Regions from separate parts of the Arachis hypogaea genome. Here region 2 is linked to region 1. Evidence: chromatin contacts called from public Hi-C data. All regions are on one chromosome and are shown on one strand. The core of a region is the stretch at or near the end of the contact, and the rest is flanking DNA. Distances in the headings are between cores, read along the strand shown. Region 1 has its middle 26 kb from the start of LOC112766678. Region 2 has its middle 7.7 kb from the start of LOC112767606.

The links. Hi-C and Micro-C count contacts between places; a contact is called where the count stands out from the background.
Region 2: a Hi-C map of an unstated tissue shows a contact between it and region 1, with 2.5 times the contacts expected there. The contact joins two enhancer-like sites. A contact is called at or near these places in 3 of 8 Hi-C or Micro-C datasets (leaf and an unstated tissue).

Annotation. Positions count from the first base shown.
Region 1 is chr17:26,081,055-26,083,919 of arahy.Tifrunner.gnm2.J5K5, forward strand. No RefSeq gene overlaps it. Among protein-coding and RNA genes, the nearest start is that of LOC112766678, 26 kb to the left of the region's middle. Within about 2 kb of position 1,442, at least 2 of the 3 cell types and tissues checked have open chromatin away from gene starts, as enhancers often do.
Region 2 is chr17:26,119,427-26,122,291 of arahy.Tifrunner.gnm2.J5K5, forward strand. No RefSeq gene overlaps it. Among protein-coding and RNA genes, the nearest start is that of LOC112767606, 7.7 kb to the left of the region's middle. Within about 2 kb of position 1,410, at least 2 of the 3 cell types and tissues checked have open chromatin away from gene starts, as enhancers often do.

The DNA of each region.
Region 1 (2,865 bases), core at 192-2,691:
TTTATATTTTTTTTTCTTTTTAATTAGTTCCTTATACCATATTAGATTTTGTAATTAAGTTCCTACCATGATAAAAATGTTAAAATTAACAGAATATTCTATTAAACTATATAAAATATTCAGTCAAGTATTTATTATTTAGCATACTCGTTTTGTTTAACGGAATATTCTGTTATTTTCAATATTTTTATTACAGTAGAAAATTAATTATAAAATCTAATATGGTATAGAAATTTAATAAAAATAAATAAATAAATAAAAGTCAATTTAAAAATTTAATAAAACTATAAAGACAGTTAAAATAATTAAACCTAACATATATTACTATTCTAACTACTTTTTTCTTTTCTAATTTTCTCTTCGTTCAAACAAATAACGTAACTCACGAAACATTCAACTTACGCATTGGTCCTCTTCTTCCTTTCTTTCCCTCTTCTCTCCTCTCCTCACTCAATCTCTACTTCTTTATTTTCTCTTTGTTTTCTTCCATCCAAACAAAGCATATGAATGTACTCTAAAATGATCATATATTTCTCAAACTTTATATTTATAAGAGTAAAAATGTCATGAATTAATTATTTAAATTTAATCCAAACTCAATACTTCAATAAATTCATATAAAATATATAAAAGAATTTATTTCATATATAAAAAAATGCACATATATAATTAAGCTGATCACAATGATTAATTTCCTCTTTAATTTTTGGAGCGTTCTGAAACAATTATATATATACTTTTTCATACTATTAGAAAGGATTATAGATCAAGCTTTTTCTTTTTCGTTTTTGCTTTTTACCTTTTTTTATTTTCGCCAAATAAAAAATGATTATATTTATATAAAAAGGAATATATAATCTCAATATAAAAAGGATTATCATTTTGGATAATATCATATTAGGAAGCACTGAAGATGTTCCTTCAGTAACGTTGAAGTTGATGTGAACAGTGAACACATTATCATACTTTTATTATATTATTAATTGATTAAATGAAGACACAAGGGTCCCATTATATCAACATGTGGGATAATGCATGGACTCCATAAGATAAAATTAGCATGGAGATAAGTTCAAAATAATGTACGAAGGTGAGAATTGTAAAAATTATTAAAAAATTATTCATATGCCTGAATCTAATTTAATAGTTCTTGGCAGAGTTCCTCATATTGTGTTCCATTTTATATTTTATATTTTTCCTTTGAAAACATTTTAAGGGTTGATGTTATCTGTGGGTAGCAAGCGATGGTTTAAGAGGTGATTTAATTTCAGGTGATTTTGCTTTCATGCAAAAGGGGTTATACTTGTTTTCTAAACCAGGATTGGGGATGGTGGTTTGAAATAATGATAACTTTCTATGCTTTAATCTTTTTCTTTTTTTTGTTTTAGCTAATTCTGATGCGGATTTGACTTGTTTGTTGGATGTTATTGCTTTAATAATATAATGTTGGTGGGCTATCATGTAGTCTGACTAGATTGTATTGAGGTGATGCCTTATATTGATGGATGTGTTATGACACTACAATTTTTTTTTTTTTTCTAAAATAACCCCTTATTTAAAGTAATATTTAATAAAAATTGATTTACATGGACAAAGACAATATTTTTGACAAATTGTCTTTGAGTAGGATAAAGATAACAAAAATTTTGGTCATTCATAAAAATAATTATTTTTTTATATCTAAAATTACATTTATAAAATATTACAATATAAAAATTTTAAGACAATATTTTTAAATAAAAATACAATATTTTATAAGAGTTATAAAAAATTTGAACAAATAACATTTATAAAAAATTGTTTAAAATTATTCATAGTTAGAAATTTTAAAGAAAAATTTTTAATTATATTTTTTCCCTCAACTTATAAAAAAATGGATTTATTTTATTATTGATACAAAAATTGTTGTCGGTCTAGATTTTCTTCTTAAAGAAAGGAATCACTTCGTTGTAAGCATAGCTCCAAACCAACAAACAACTCTCACATCAAATTAAAATATGGTTTTGTCACATGTACAAACCCCAATAAAAAATAACCGAAGTATTTAAACTCCGGGTCGTCTCACAAGGAATTACAATGAAGTGTTTAATTATTGGCTATGAAGATACAAGGGGTTTGATTTGATATTTTGGCAAGAAAATAAATGGCAAGAGAAGTGAATGAACAATTAACTAAATAAAAGAAAGGAAAAATACTCTTGGCTAGACATAGGTAATATGAGATCACCATCCTTGTCTACAAACTAAATATTGATAATTATGAGAGGCCAACCTATTAAGTCTACCCCTAAAAGTCTTAAGTACGTAATATCTACTCCTAAGCTTGAGGTACGTCAAATAGGTTTGATCACATCAACCCATAAGTTCCAACCTATCTACTAATTAGATTAGTAGTGGGTTAATGTCAATTAATATCAAATTGATCACCAAGGGTTCTCAAATCACCAAATCATTGAGACCCAATGACTTAAGGTCACTCAATTCCCTTAGCCTAAGCCAAGAGCAAAAGAAACTACTCAAAAACTAGTGTAAACATTTTATCAAATACCTAGAGTGTAATAAAAGTAAACATCATAAAATGTAAGAATTAAAGGAAACCCATAACTACCACAAGCAAGAAATCAACAATAGCAATTAAGATGAACATAAAAAGGACATAAAAACATAAAATTTGCATTAGAAGAAATTAAGATCCAACAATTGTTCATAACACAAAAGAGAGCAAAACAAGAGATTAACAAGAGAAACTAAGAAGATTGAGACAATAGAACACTAAAATATAATGAGAATTAAAATCAAAACAAGAATTGAAAGAGAAATTTGAGAGTGATTAACCTAACTTTACCCTAATTTCTATCCTAAATCT
Region 2 (2,865 bases), core at 160-2,659, 38 kb after region 1:
TTATGTATTAAAAAATACAACTCGTAAAAAATGTCACAATAAAGTCTTTATTAATGCGTTGTGTTTGGGTCCTCTAAAGCAACCCTTACATAAAATTATTTTTTAGTAGAAAATGCAATGTTTTTTAAAGGTTGCCACGAAAAGGGTTTTCTTTGATGCAAAAAACTGTTGCTTTAGACCAAAGGTAACGGCCGTATAGCCAATTCCAAAAAGTGTTGCATTTTATCAAAAAGTGTTGCCTTTAATCAAAGGCATCGCTTTTTCTTATTATAGGCAATGTTTTTAAAGGGTTGCCTCAATTCGAATTTATTGTAGTGTGATAAATAATAATTAATTGAGTAATATTAGAAAGGTAATAATTTAAAATTATTTTTATTTAATTTAATATGTATAATTTTATTATTTTATGTATATAATGTTTGAGGTTAAATTCTAGGAAGCCAAAGATGGTCATAATTTGTTTTTTTGGTTTTTGTTTGTATTTATTAATTACTGACTATTAAAATAAATATATAATATTAAATATAATAAGTGTATAATTATAAATATTACATATATAAAATTATAAGTATTAAGTTAAATAAAATAATTTTAAAATATTGTTTTTCTAACTAGAATTACTCTTAATTTTAAAGTAAAATGATCATCTTGACATATATTTTCATCTTTTAGTTTTAAAAAGATGATATATATAGTAAGGGACAAATTAATACTGGAATAAATTGAATACAACTCATTTAAATAAGATAATTTTTGCATTTTATTATGGTGGTTTTCTTTCGATCTTAAAATTTAATTACTTGTAAAGAAAGAATTTGTACAATATAATATAAGATAATTTTTTTTTGTAAAATTGTTGCTTTATATTTATTTGATTCTTTGTGGTACAGAAATTTGTAGAAGAGAATAATATACAAAGTAAAGTCCTCCAATTCATCCCTGCCAAAAGTATGTATAAATTTAAAGAATCTCAACTTGTGATCATAGTTATTAAGGGGTAGTGGAGGGGATATATTAGTTTATTACTGATATGAAATAACCATGATACTTTTATTGGGCGGGGTTGTAAATTAAAAGTACCTAAGTTAAATCATGAGAATGAAAAAGAGAACAAATTCCAATTGGCCAAATGCGTAACAACTAAGTATATATGCTCAAGTCAAAATCAATTAATGACTTTTGAAGACTTTATCTTTTTATTGTTCGAAAAGAAAAATAATGAGATGCCACATCTATATTCAAGTATGATTGATTTTTTATTATCTAACGGTGAAAAACACAAATTTTTCAGACGATAATTGGACAATGAGCTAACACACAAAATTTTCCGGGTATTAACGTCATCAATATTGTTTTTAAATAGAATAATACCGTAGTGTATGTAATGATATATATTATTCGTGCACCTAAGTGACCTAACTAAATCCTACTCCTGATTTGTTCTTGTCTTTCACGCCATGTTTTCTCTTTTCTCTTCTTCTCCTATAAAAATTTAAATAATTAATATTCCGCATGCATTTTGTATTTTTGTGTCACTTCATCGTAACTTTATGGGAAAGAGAAAACATTGGTCCACGTGGCACTCATGCAACTCCCAATATAATAATACGAGGAATGCTAGGAGCAGTAACTTTTGTGATTTGTAACGATTAAATAATCATTAATGATGATTTTAATAGTGTAAAGTTGGTGTGAAATTTCATCTAATGTCTCACTTTTTTTTGTTAATTACATGCTGGCCATAATTTAATAAAGTTACTGACTCTTAAACTTTTCTTAACAATATTGCCATTATGTTAAATTAATGGAAGAATTTTAAGTGTACAGGTATTACAATAGTTTAAATGGATATGAAAAAGAAAAAGTATATTTTCTAGTGTAGTAAGTATATTGATATTTTAATAATTTTAATAGTTAATTTTAATTATAAAAAATATATATAATTATTACAACATCGATATTTTGAATATATTTAAAAAATTTTATAATATATATTAATTAAAATTAACGATTAAAATTATTGAAATATTAATATTTTAAATACACTTAAATTTTTTTTTAAATTATATTAGTGAGTTAACTATTAATTTAGTATTTAAAAAATTCAGTTATTGACAATAAAATTTCTGAAAGATGATATTAATAAAATTGCTCTTTAAATAATTTAAAAATATAATAAAAATAACTAATAATTATTATATTTTTTGTAAGAGACAATTTTTTTTTTGTATTTAGCAAACGATTTTTCTATTTAATATAAATTTAAGTGGTAATATTTGAATAAATATTTAGAAAGTACACAAAAAATTTGGAACAAAATTTGATCTTTAATTTTTTTTGTTTTTTTTTTAAAAAATGATAATTCAGAATAAAATTCTTTTAAAAAAATTTACTTGACATAAAATTACCAAATTTTAAAGATAAAAATATCTTATTTTTTAATAATAATTACAAAAATTTACATCAAAATCTAATATCTAAAGTCTTTTTTTAGAATATATATTTAATATCTAATTTTTTTGTTGCGTTTTTAAATCTTTCGAGAGTTTATTTATCGTTAACATTTTTTAGAATTTTTTTATTAATAATGTAAACTTTGAGGTATCGTTTTAATAGTTTACTTTATAATAGCTAATGATAAATTATGTTAGCTTTGTGAAAAAAATCTCAAAATATGTTAAAAAAAGTGTGTCAGCAAATTTATTATTTATTATTATTATTTTTAATTATCAATTTAATATTTTTATTTTTTAGTCTAATAATTTGATAATATATTTTTAATTTATATTTTTAAATATTATTCATTAACTATTGACTAAAAATAATAAATTTTATTAGTTTTATAATATTTTTTTGTCTTTAAAT